Regions from separate parts of the Sus scrofa genome. Here region 1 is linked to region 2. A link is a contact called in public promoter capture Hi-C data. All regions are on one chromosome and are shown on one strand. Each heading gives the region's core, a stretch centred on a gene start, on an enhancer-like site or on the middle of the called end of the contact. The rest is flanking DNA. Distances are from core to core; before and after follow the strand shown. Region 1 holds the start of OARD1 (O-acetyl-ADP-ribose deacetylase 1). Region 2 holds the start of GLO1 (lactoylglutathione lyase).

Evidence for each region. Promoter capture Hi-C pulls out the DNA fragments that hold promoters and counts their contacts.
Region 1: a contact with region 2 is called in a promoter capture Hi-C map of liver, with 4 times the contacts expected there. The contact joins the promoter of OARD1 here to the promoter of GLO1 in region 2. A contact is called at or near these places in 2 of 5 promoter capture datasets (fetal liver and liver) and 1 of 47 Hi-C or Micro-C datasets (embryonic fibroblasts).

The regions. Positions count from the first base shown.
Region 1 is chr7:36,382,144-36,388,389 of Sscrofa11.1, reverse strand. OARD1 (O-acetyl-ADP-ribose deacetylase 1) reads left to right here and starts at 1,982. Exons shown (of 6, transcript XM_005665959.3): 1 at 1,982-2,118; 2 at 2,940-3,017; 3 at 3,380-3,524; 4 at 4,544-4,602; 5 at 5,862-5,974. The coding sequence starts at 2,979. It overlaps NFYA (nuclear transcription factor Y subunit alpha), which reads right to left and starts at 1,675. Exons shown (of 10, transcript NM_001243295.1): 1 at 1,561-1,675.
Region 2 is chr7:34,181,878-34,188,450 of Sscrofa11.1, reverse strand. It overlaps GLO1 (lactoylglutathione lyase), which reads left to right and starts at 4,891. Exons shown (of 6, transcript XM_001927957.5): 1 at 4,891-5,070. The coding sequence starts at 4,987.

The DNA.
Region 1 (6,246 bases), core at 733-3,232, 2.2 Mb before region 2:
TTGTTTGTTTTTACCAAATGGGCTTTCCAGCATAAACTCTTCCCCCTCCAACATACAGCAAAGTTTGGAGCGTTGGCACGTGCTTCTTTATGAGCAATGCTCTTCCATTTCTTATCGTCCGAAGAAATCCCATCATCCTTGCCAGTCCAAAGAGTGGCAATGCAGAGCCCTCCGAGGCTGTTGGTAGCTCAACACGTCAGTTGACCACGGAACTGAACTTGGTCCGGTTACAGCACAAAACCGTAAAGTATTAATTACTTGGTCACCTGTCAATCTCCACCAGGCTGGGGAGGTTCCTATCGACCTCCTTACCCACTCTCCTCTCAGCACATACATGGATGCTTGGTACACACCAACTGCTCCATGCTCGGCTGTCAACAGAGATTTTCTCTCACCCTAACGAAAATCCCACAAGACCATTAAGTTTCTATTAACACCAACTGAGAAAACGTCAACATACTAGCAAAAAATCAAACCAAGGGATGGTTGTGGACTGAGCTAATGAGTGAAGCCTGATACATTCAAAGCGACACAGAGAGGTGAAAGAAAAAGGACTGTACTACGTTCCTAAGGGAGCGAGAGTTCACAAGACCAAGCAACAAGAAAAAATGCCAGTGATATAAAAACAAGTTGTGCAGCTTCCGGGAAAAAGAATGCACAGGGCTCGCAATCTTCGAAGACTGAAGTTCCAGGCGCCGAATGGACAGGCCTTACAGCCCGGGCAAGAAAGGCAGACTGCTTGGTTGGGCTCCAAGACGGAGGTGTGCGGTTCTGCCCCGGAGATCCGGGCGGGGAGGAGAGGAAATGACGAGCCTAAAGTGGGTGGTAACGGCGCCTGGCTGGAGACCCGGGCCGAGCTGGGAGGAGGGGCGCAGCCAGACCGGGGAGTGGGCGCACTAACGGATCAAAGGGACGGCGGGGGCGGGCCGGCCCCCCCCTCTCCGCGCCGCACGCAAGGCCCCGTGGCCGGGGCGCGCGTCCTCCCTGGGTCTCCCTCCCGACTCAAGAGGACTGAGATACCCAGACCCGCTTACGGAGAAGTGGGGTGCGCGGGCCCCGCGGGGAGTGATTTCCCTTCCAGGGCTAGAGCGTGGTGAGTGCTAGGGCAGGCTAAAGAGTGAGGCCGAACGACCAGGAGAAAACCGCCGAGGCCCGGGCGCGCGTGTGTGTGTCTGTGTGTATACCTGAGCGTGGGGGCCTTCGTGGCAGTCAAACCCGCCACCCCCGGGCCTGGAGCTTGAGAACCTAGGCCTAAGGGTAGAAACAACCGGGACGCATGGCCAACTGGCCCTGACACCCTGCAAAGGGCTGGACCCCAAGGTGCCTGCTCCCGAGAGCGCCATCCCTGCGCGGGGCAGCCCTCTGCAGGCCTCGGCAGGGAGTACCCCGGAGCGCTTGCAGGCTCCAAGCCGAGGCCGCCAGCAGCCCCGCTCGGTTAGGCTCAGCTCGACTCCCCGGGCTCGACGGGAGCCTGGGCCTCTCCTGAGTGGTCAGCGAGACCCGCCAATCGGGGCGCTGGGGCCGGCTCTGGGCCGCTGGATATTGGCTCCTCACACTCACCGTGCCTCGCTCCCCCGGTTCGCTGCCCGCGCTGATTGGCTCCAGTACCGGACCCCGAAACCCAATCAGAGGCTCCAGCCGCCGCTGCCGCCGCCACTGCCGCTGCCTCGCAAAATGGCGAAGCCGAACAAAGGGGAATCGGGCCTCCCTCCAACTGCCTCCGCGCAGGCGCCTCTGAGACCACGCCCCCTAACCCGAGCTCTGGGCTCGCCCCATCCCCGTTGAGAGAGCACTGCGCAGGCGTACGATGAAGCCACGCCCACTTCCCTAATTAGATTCCTCCCCCGGCCGAAGGAATACGCAGGCGCTCTCTTGACGCGCCGGACCCTTCAACTCAAAACACCGCCCTGAGCACAGGACCACGCAGGCGCTAACCAATTCCTTTGCCAACTGCCCACCCCTTCTATGCGGCCTCTGGAGACACACCCCTGGGACTAATGCGCAAGCGCCGCTCTATCCAACTCGCGGCCGCTATCTCGTTACGCATGCCCGGGCGGCGGCGGGATACTCTACGGAGTTTACCGCCGGAAGTTCGGCGACCAGCACCAAAGAGTGCAGGTCCGGCTAGCTAGCTAGAAGGGCTCGTTTCCGCCCCACTCCCGGGTGGTGGGCGGCCATTTTAGGTGCGTGCAATTAAGGACTGTGGTGGGATTGGCTCTACAAGCGGACTAGTCCGCTGGTCCCCACCTACCAGAGCCCTTCCCCGCGGGGCGGGACCTCCTAACGGCGGACTCCTTTCCAGGTGAAGGGTACCTGGTACGTTGGAGCTTTGAACGAGGCTCCCCGCTCCCTCCCACGGGACCCCGGACAGGCCATTTGGCCTCGCTGATCCGCCCCAGGGTAGGAGAGAGAATGGGAGGCTTCTCTAAACTTCCCCCGTTTCCCCCCAAAGATAGGGGGGAGCTTTCCTTGAGAGGCCGCCTTCTGTTTTCTCGTGCTCGCTCCCGCTGTATACACGCCCGCCCCCGCCCCCGTCCCGTTTGCTCCCTTGTTGCGGCTTAACGGGACCGTAGCCTTGGCCCACCTTTTTGCTTCTGGGCCACACCCAATGCGGAAATACTTTTGGATCGTGCACCGAAAAGGAGACTGCGAATCCGCCTTGCTCCGCGCTGGCTTGGGGAGAGGAGGAGGCGTGTCTTCGGGCCGCCTTTCTCTCCTGGAAAGCGCGAAACGGGAGCGGAGCCCTGCCGCCCCCCAACCCAGGCGTCCGCTTCTCTTTCTTGCCCAGAAGAGTTTTGCATTACTTTTTGAAGGCTGAACGAACTCCCATTCAGCGATAGGTGGGGGGCAGAAAAGTTAGTAAGTGGGTGGTCGGGGCAGTCTGAATGTAATATATTCAGGTTGCCTAAGCATTTTCACTTCCTTTCCCCTTCTTATAGCTGAAGAAACACTTAAATTCTGGAAATAGCGACTCTATCATGGCCGGCAGCCCTAATGAAGATTCAGAAGGAAGCAGAGTGCGTAACAACTATTAACTTATTGGTGAACTGAAATTCAGAGTAATTGAGGTCAAAAGCATAAACACTTTTTAATTAAACCAATAATTGAATTGTCTTTTTTTCTCTCTTCTGTTGATTTCCTTTAGAAAGGCCAATAAAATCCTAGGCAGAGGCCGCTCATCACTTTGTTTTACACATGCTTTAATTCGCTTTAGATAATTTTTTCAATTCTGAGGATTTGTCACTAAATCAAAAGGAGGAAGCGGGGAGAAGTGGTGGTGGGCACAGTAAAGGAAAATAAATAGCTTAGTCTTTTTCTGTAGCTTCGTCTTTTTTTTTGGTATCTAATAAAACATTTTCTTTCCCTTTGCACATTTTAGATTACTTATGTGAAAGGAGACCTTTTCGCATGCCCCAAGACAGACTCTTTAGCGCACTGCATCAGTGAGGATTGTCGAATGGGCGCTGGGATAGCTGTCCTCTTCAAGAAGAAATTTGGAGGGGTGCAGGAACTGTTAAGTCAACGTGAGTTCTGAGAAGAGCTCCAACTCATCTGCCCTGGCTAGAGCATCTTTTGACCTCCTGTTGTACTTGATTATGAAACAAGATATACCCGTATGGGTGGGATTCCAAACCACTGAGTCCTTTTAACCGTGAAGATTAGGTTTTTCTTCATAAAAAAACGGCCTCTAGTTTGGATCCTTTTCCTACCAAATCTGAGTTTTTGTAAAAGTCTTTAATTTCTTCCTAAATCTGTCTTGATAATAACTGCTTCTCTGAAACCTTTCATAACTGAAGTGCTTTAACCAAGTCCATGGGTATTAATTTGGCACTCAAGATCTTCTTTACCCGTATTGTACTTATTCTTCAAAGAGGAGTCTAGAAAGTTCCTTACAGATCCCTTCCATCACTTTCTACCAATGATTTTAAACCAGACATGTGTATTAGAATCACTTGTGGAGCTTCTGAAACAGTTGCTTAGACCACAGTCCAGGCTTACTGAATCCGAGTCTCCGCTGGTGATTCTGATGCCAGTCTTTAAAAAATCAGTTTCTTACTGCTTTGTATTTATTTGTAAACATGACACTTTCTCTTGATTGAATAGTCTTTAATAATTAAGGACTTTTTAATACATCCGTGTTCCCCATGATGCTTAGTTACTTAACACATGAGCTCTTTGTATGTAAAAAGATTATTGAATGAACACACATTTGACACGTAAAAAATGCTGTACATTTGAAAATACTTCAAGGCAGTAGACAAATTTTGTAAATGAATGAGGGTAGATATATTTACAGATATAGCAGGAGCAAAGATAGGGTGTGAAGAAAACATGATTGAGGAAACATTAAGAAAGCTGGAAGTTAAGGAATACAGTATTTGGGAAGGCTGATAAGGAGCAAAGTTTTCTTCAGAATTGAAAATTAATTCTACTTCTGAGATAAACTCAGATCTATAAAGATTTTTTTTTTTTTTTAAATCTAAGAATGGCGATCAGTATTTTGGTTTTCTTGTTTCTTGTTACTATTAACTGTTTTTCTTAGAAAAGAAATCTGGAGAAGTGGCTGTTCTGAAGAGAGATGGGCGATATATATATTACTTGGTAAGATGGGGCCAGTGCTCAGTATGTGCTAAGGTTTAGTGTCCAGATGGGCTGCGCTGCATTTGTGTTGATCACATTGTTCCGTTCTAGCCGCCAAAGGGCTCAAAAAGCCAACTCAGATCAAGAGGTGGTGGCACTGGGCTAGAAGGGAGCATGAGACTGCATCCCAGCTCCGTGGGAATGAGTACTCTAATGTTCACCAAAGACGGGGGCTGTAAGACTTGGAAAAGTTAGGGATACTGCCCATACTATAATCTTTCCTTTGCTTATCATAGTGAGATAAGCAAATAATGTCTCAAGAGATGGATTCCCCAAGAGTTTTTCTCTCATTCATCCCTATGAAATGCAGTGCCAGTTAACACTCAGTCCTTTGCTGCCTCCTGCATCAGCGTGGGCTTCTTCCACTGTCCGAATGGTCTTCAGTCCCAGAGAGAGTGCAGCTTCTTGGTGGTGCTGGGTAACTCACAGCCAGCTCACCTCAAGCCTGATTTGGACAGTCCCCCAAAGGGGGACGTGTTCTCATCTCTTTGAATGCTGTCCTTAAGGCTGCTGTGTCCAGTCTTGTGTGGAATGCTCCCAATCTCTCTCTCTTCTTTTAGAAACAAAAAGTTCCTGTTGTGGTGCAGCAGTAACAAATCTGACTAGTGTCCATTAGGTTGTGGGTTCGATCCCTGGGCTTGCTCAGTGGGTTAAGGATCCGGTGTTGCTGTGAGCTGTGGTGTGGGTCACGCAGCTTGGATCTGGTGTTGCTGTAGCGTAGGCTGGCAGCTGCAGCTCACTAGACCCCTAGCCTGGGAACTTCCATGTGCTGTGAGTGCCGCCCTGAAGAGCACCAAAAAAAAAAAAAAAAAAGGCATGTGCAGTTTCTAAATAAATAGACTTAACAGGAAATTTTTAGGTGCTATGGGTTCTTCCTTGTTACAGATATGCAGCTTATCTCTTGGAAGTGGCACAAAAACTTTCACCTACGTTGCTTTGAAACAATAGACAATAGGTACACCTGCTAATCTCCTGGGCTTCTTGGGAAAAGTAAAGATTGTTTTATGGCAGTGTCTGGGTTTCTCAGGCCTTATTTAGTGGATTTTCCTGAGGACCTTTCATAACTGAGAAGTTATGACATTTGTTATCACTGCTCAAGACTATTCTATAAAAAATATACTTAAACTGTTTTAATTATCAGGATGTTGGGAGAATGGGATGACTTTTCTTTGGCTATCCTTTTGGACTAATGAACATTTGAATTTGTTCTTTATACTCAGATTACAAAGAAGAGGGCTTCACACAAGCCAACTTATGAGAACTTGCAGAAGAGTTTAGAGGCCATGAAGTCCCATTGTCTGAAGAATGGAGTCACTGACCTCTCCATGCCCAGGTAAAGAAATCCAGGGCCCTAAATGGAGACTTGATTAATGGGGTTTACCATCTTATTCAAAGACAAATGACTTAAAGCTTAACGCAAGAGATTGACTTAAAAGTGGACACATTTCAAAACATTTAAAAATTATCAGTAAACCACTTGTCAGATCTTAGGCCAAGGCTCTTTGTGTTCAGTGTGGATAGTAGCCAGAGGATGTGACCCTGCTATAACGTCTTAGATCCTAGATATTGCCCTTTGTTTCCTTTACTGTAGTAGGCTTGGGGTCC
Region 2 (6,573 bases), core at 3,642-6,141:
GTGGGAACCGGGCAGGTAGGGGGACTAGTTGAGAGATGGGGGCAGGGGCTGTATTCAGCCCCGACTCCAGTCCCCCCCGGGGGAGGAAGACCCGCGGGGCCTCGGCGGAGCCAGGAATCCGGCTCAACTCGCGCCGCTGAGGCGCACTCACCCGCCGCTCCGCTCAGCTCAGCTCAGCCGGGCGGCCCCTGGCAGCCGCTCTCCTCGGATCTGCTCCTGCCTGGCCTCCGTGGCCACCCAGGCCCGGCCGTTGGGAGTGCGAGGCTGGCTCGCTCCCCGGCCCCCCGCGCGGGCTCTGCCGGGCGCTGAGCCTCCGGGACAAGGGCTTTCCCCGCCCCCTCCCCGCCCTGCGCAGGCACAGACCAGGTCACTCACCCCACGACCCCAGAAGTGAAACACTGTTTAAGGGCCCTTGGGCCACAGAAGGAACCGGTGCCCAAAGATAGTTTTGTTTTTTTGTTTTGTTGTTGTTGTTTTTGGCCGCACCTACCGAAGTTCCCAGGCGAGGGATCGAACCCCCGCCACAGCAGCGGTGACAGGAGCCATAGCGGTGACAATACCGGATCCTTAACTGCTAGGCCACCAGGGAACTTGCAGAGATGGAGTTTTTGAGGGCGTGAGAGGATTCCAGGGAATGCTGTAAGGGGATTGGCACGGAAGCACATAGTTATGTAAAATAAATTTTCCTATGACTTTTATATTTTCTGAAGTTACTTAATGTCTCACTAGAGAAGATTAAATGTTGTCTTTTGAATTTGTTTGCTCAGAAACCTATGACTAGTAATATAAAGAGTAGAATGACTGGAGAAAACTGACGACTTTTCAAGGTTCACCCATCCTCCCTTTCTGGTACATTTCTGCTTTTTTTGTCACCCCCTGACCTGATGGGTCTCCATTTTAATTAGGTGTTAAAACCAGTCTTTCAAGTAGACCAATCTAAAATGAGAACTGGAAGATCTGCCACCTGAAATCACAAGTAAAAGTAGATAAGCCCTGGTCCATCCATATCAGGAAATACCATGCAGTGATTATACAGTATTAGGTTATGGGGCAAGGCAGTCCCTAAGAGCTTACAGGGCCCTGCCCATCTTACTCAGTTTGTCAAATTGCAAGTTCTGGCCTTTGACCCTGAGCTGTTTCCTTAGCTAGTGTGTAGGCATTTTAAGCAGGTAACAGCATCCATGGTGTGACTAAGAAGCAACCGTCACTTCCCAGGGGAGAGGGACTAGTTTGTTTATTGCCTGCTACAAAAGATGCTAAGCTCTTTGCCCTGAATCCTTAGCTGCCGCACAATCCACTGCGTGCATCTGGGCCCATATCGTTGCCCAGCACTGGCCTCCCATGTGATACTCCTGTTAATTGGGCTGTGAGTAATAAAGGGTCTCTCGCCACCTATTTTTGACACGTATGAGGTTGTGGCAGGTTTAACCCCTGCCATCTTCCCAGTCAGGAGTATATCTGTATATTCCGATATAGTATACAAATTACAGAATATCATATCCTTTAAAGAGCATTATATACATCTGTATGCCTTAACCTACAAATTCCTCTTTTGAAAATATATTCTAAAAAAATAATACTAGGAGTTCCCTGGTGGCTCAGCAGATTAAGGATCTGGCATTATCTCTGCTGTGGACAGAGGTTTTTTTCCTAAAAATGTGTATTACAGTATTAAGTTTGTTAGCATGATGGTCCATGCAGTAGTTTCATTAAGTCTAGCAAAAAACTAGGTTCATAGAATACTGCCAAATAATAGCACACCTGAGGATGCCTGAAAAGTGGGAAAAGTATACCTTCCATAGAGTTTTCTTGATGCTTAATAGAAAGAAAGCACTGTGTAGCATATATAAAACATTAAATGGTTAGACTGCCCAAGAGCCTGAGAACTAAATGTCCCTGAAAATATAGTGAGGGAATGTACACAGAAACACTTAGTACAGCAGTACATGGTAATGGTTTAATCAATGCTAGTTATTGTTAGTATTATTAGTATTAGTGTGTGTAGTACAGGAAAAAAATACACCGAACTGGTAATCAGGGGATCTGCATGTTAGCCCTGGACTGTGCTACTCAATAACTCAACTAATTAGTTCTGAAATTCATATTGTAAAAGTGCTCTAGTCCTGGTTGTCCTCATTTGTAAAATAAAATGCAGGAGATAAGATGATCTCTAAGTTCCTTTCCTATTACAAAAATCTATACCTCTGTAATGTTTGGTTTCAAGCCTCATTGACTGAGGGAAAGATGATACTATTGACAGAAATAAAAATGTCAAGATAAGCAATTGGAAATGTCTAGATGTTGTTGGTAATGTGCAATTAAAGCATACAGATTATCAATATTTGCTGTTATAATTGTCCTAACATAGTCATGTGATCTTGTTATTATCGTGTTATCAAATAACACAGCCAGCCATTCATGTAAAATATAAATACTGATTTTTAACTATCCACAGTTAATTCTTCAAGCTTCCAGGATAACTGGTTTATGGCTGAACAGTACACTTATACCCTGTTTAGCTGTCCATTCTATTTAGGTAAAAAAAAAAAAGGAACCAAAGCAAATAATGAAATGATGTTCCTTAAGGAAACTGAACTCTGCCATAAAATTGTTTTAAACAGGAGTTCCCACTGTGGCTCAGTGGGTTAAGAACCTGACTGCAGCGGCTCAGGTCACTGTGGCGGTATGGGTTTGACCCCCTGCTGGTACAGTGAGTTAAAGGATCTGGCATTGCCCCAGCTGCTGCTAGGATTCCAACCCCAGCCTAGGAACTTCCATATGTCATGGGTGTGGCCATTAAAAAAAAAAAGTCTTAAACATACCCTGAATAGATCTCCTAATCTTAATTTTACAAACGAAAATGAAAAAAAAAAAAAAAAAGGTATATGTACCTTGCAGTGGGTTGAATGGTGTCCCTTCAAAAAAAAAAACTATGTCCAAGACTTAACTTCTGGCACCTGTCTGTCTGTGAATGTGACCTTGTCTGAAAATGGTGTCTTTGCAAATGTAGTAAGGACCTCAAGGTGAGATCACCCTGGGTCTACTGTGGGCCCTTAATCCTCTGACTAGTGTCCTTAGAAGAGGAAGAGGAAAGAGATTTCAGATCCGGTGAAGAAGGCCATATGAAGCCCAAGGCAGAGACTAGCGTTATAATGCCACAAACCAGGGAACATGTGGAACCACCAAAAGCTGGAAGAGGCGAGAAAGTATTCTTCCCTGGAGCCTTCAGAGAGAGAGTATAGCCCTGCCAACAACTTGATTTCACACTTCTAGCTTCCAGAATTGTGAGAGAGTAAATTTTGGTTGTTTTAAGCCACCAAATTTTTGGAAATTTTTTACATCAGTTCTAGGAAACTAATAGCCCTGCTACCAAAAAGGAAACACTTCTGGAGTTCCCTGGTGGCCTATTGGTTAAGGACTCAGTGTTGTCACTGTGGTGGCTCAGGTTCAGTCCCTGGCCTGAGAATTTCTGGATGTTGTGGGCATGGCCAAAAAAAAGAAAACAAAAGAAAAGAACCACTTCTAGACCATATTTGGAATTTGTGCCTTCCAAAATACTGACTATTCTAAACTATTCCTTCCCCACTACTGCCATCTTCCCTTTTGTTTCTGTATGTGGCACTTACTACTTTTAAGCTTTTAAAAAGTATTTTATACATATTTAAGATACACAGAGAGGTATAAAGAATAATACAACTATCCATTTACCCAACATCCAGCTTAAGCTGTAAAACAATGTCAAAACATTTAAAGCCCAAGTGTATCCCTCCTCTTTGGCTTCCTTCATTGCTGCACAGAGGAAATCATGTTCCTGAATGGAGTTGTTTATTCCCAGGCACTTCCTGATGCCATTACTGGATGTATATTTAGCTCTAAGCAATACATTATATCACTGCAGAGTTTAAAGCTTAGCAAAAATTGTATTGATCATATGAATTCTTATATAACATTAATTATTTCATTTCTATTTCTAAGATTTATCAATGTTGAAATATGTCCCCCACATTCATTAATTTTCACTTACGTATATTATTCCACTGTATGAAAATAAACTATTTTCTTACTTTGGACATTTCGGCTTCACCTATTTTTTTTTTAATTCAACCTTGTTTCTTATACTTAGAGTATAGGCACAATAATCCTCTAGGATATATACTTAATAGTGGATCCTAGGATGTGTTATCTTTAACTTCTGGATGCTGTCAAGTTATTTTCCAAAGTGTTTATAATAATTTAAATTTCCGCTACCAAACGTTGCTCCTCATTCAAACCAACGCTTGAACACGGTTAAAATATATGCCCTAGTATAATTAACATAAAACACACTGCAAGTTATGGACATTTAGATAGTAGTGAAATCATAACAAATATCCTGTGATCCTCACCAAAATCCTGCAAGGAAGCTCAGAGAAGGGTCGGTAAATATTCCAAGATTCTAGAACTAATAAATATTGGAACCAAAACCTGAACCAAGGTTTTTGACAAAGTCAGAGTTGTTTTAATTATCCCGTGCCGCTTAAACTGAGAGAATACTTTTGGATCCTTATCATTTAAAAATTATAACTCCCCATTCTCTTTCCACCAGATTCCTACTTCCTAGCACTTTGCAGCCCTGAGGTATAGTAGTTACTGAACTTTAACAGTTAAACAGAATCAAAATTGGGTCATCAAGCAACTGAGAGAACCGCGCTTTCAAGCTGGCAGCGTTTTTTTGTTTGTTTTTCTGTTTTACCTCAAGCTTGCCTCCATCACACGCAAGGCACCTTGGGCATTGTAGTCTTGGGCGCAGACCTGTGGCCGGAGGCGCTCACTCACTGGAACCCAATCAGCAGAAAGCGAATTTGCTCTCCGCGCAGCTATTGGCTGAAAGTCAGCAGCCACCCGCCCTGCCGCGCCGTCGCGTGGTCGCTGGTTAGAGGGAGCTTGGGGCGGCTGTGGGAGGCTGCTGCATTCTCGGGGACCGTCTTCGGTGATACGCAATTAGCCATGGCAGAACCGCAGCTCGCGTCCAGCGGCCTCACCGACGAGGCTGCCCTCGCCTGCTGCTCCGACCCGGACCCCAGCACCAAGGTGGGCGCAGTACCTAATTCTCCAGAGTCGAAGCCCTGCGTGGCGCGACTGGGGCCCCCTGAAGGGAGCAGATCCCCGGGCTCAGCCAGGCCCAGCTTGGGCTGGGTGATTCGAATACCGTCTGGCCACCCCTGCAGCTCCGCCCGCTTTGGGCTGACCGGAGTGGGCTGGGAAGAGAGCCAGTAGTGTCCAAAGGGGGATGATCCGTCTCTTGAAGTTTTTTTAAAAGACCGCGCGCGACCCTCCTTTGATTTGTTTGGTTTGGGATGGTAACTGGAAACCACGGCTGAGCCAGGATCAGAGCCCTTGTCTGTGTGTGTGCATGTTCCCTAGGTCAGTAGCCAGGGCTGGTAAGAGGAGCAGTTTCAGACCTCCAGTCTAGGTTCGAAGGTTACGGGCCGGTCCCTCCCAGCCTGGGTCATTTTTCTGTAACTGTCCTGGCTCCGGGTTTAACTCCTGCAAACCAATTCATGGCTCCTGACTTTAACCGCGCCCACAGTTTGGCTTTCGATTGGCCTTTACGGTCGCTTTCGGCCGCACTTGTGCTGTGGCCTCAGGAGACCGCAGAATCGCAGAGCTTAGATCCGAAGGGAATCTTAGAAATTCCTTCACTGACCGTCGCTTTGCAGCTGAGACTCAGTAAAAGGAATGACCAGTTGTAGATGAAGGCTTTCATCCCTTCAGCTTGCTTAACGTGTCTGTGGTGAGTCAGTGTAACTCGCTCGGGCGTGGTGCCTCCGTGAATTGTCAAGATTAAACCCAGCAGCCGCTCCGGAGGTTTACCCCAAAGTCCTCAGCACTATCAGTAAACGCCTTAGTATTATTCATTTGACTCAGGAAGTTCTAAATGCCTTGGAGATCGGTTAGTGCATTGTACGGACCTCTAAAACCAGTAGGTGACTTTAGTCCCTACTTGTTCTTTGCCTGCAGGGTGAAGCTTCAGACATTTCTAATTGCTAAAGCCTTTGACTAGCACCTGGTAGTACTTAGCTTAGGAAAAATGTTAGTCACTGCAAAATTAAAGGGGAAAGAAGTAAATATATATATATATTTCTTCTCACATTCATTTTACTTTTATACTCTCTAATGTTAATACCTAGTTATTTCACATAATGTAGAGTCAGAGTAAATTAATGTTCCAGATAACTGAGCTTTTTATGTACTAGACTATTTAAAAAAAAAAAACAACGGATTTCAAGGCTAGCTTTATAAAATTGATTGAATATAGTTAGTTCCTTGCATTCTTAATTTACACTGCATACAATCTCATTTTTTTTTATTTGGAGTAACTTTTATGGCCTTAGGCATTTTTTGAGGCACCACGTGGGGAACATAAAAGGAGTATGTAGTAGTAGCTGATACATATGTTGAATGTGTCGGGCCCTGGTTTGTTATTTTAAGTACATTACTTGATTTAATCCTCACAACAACCCTGTGAGGAAGACATAATTATCTACATTTTACATATAAGGAGGCAGTGGCACAGAGGTGTTGAGTAGTTTG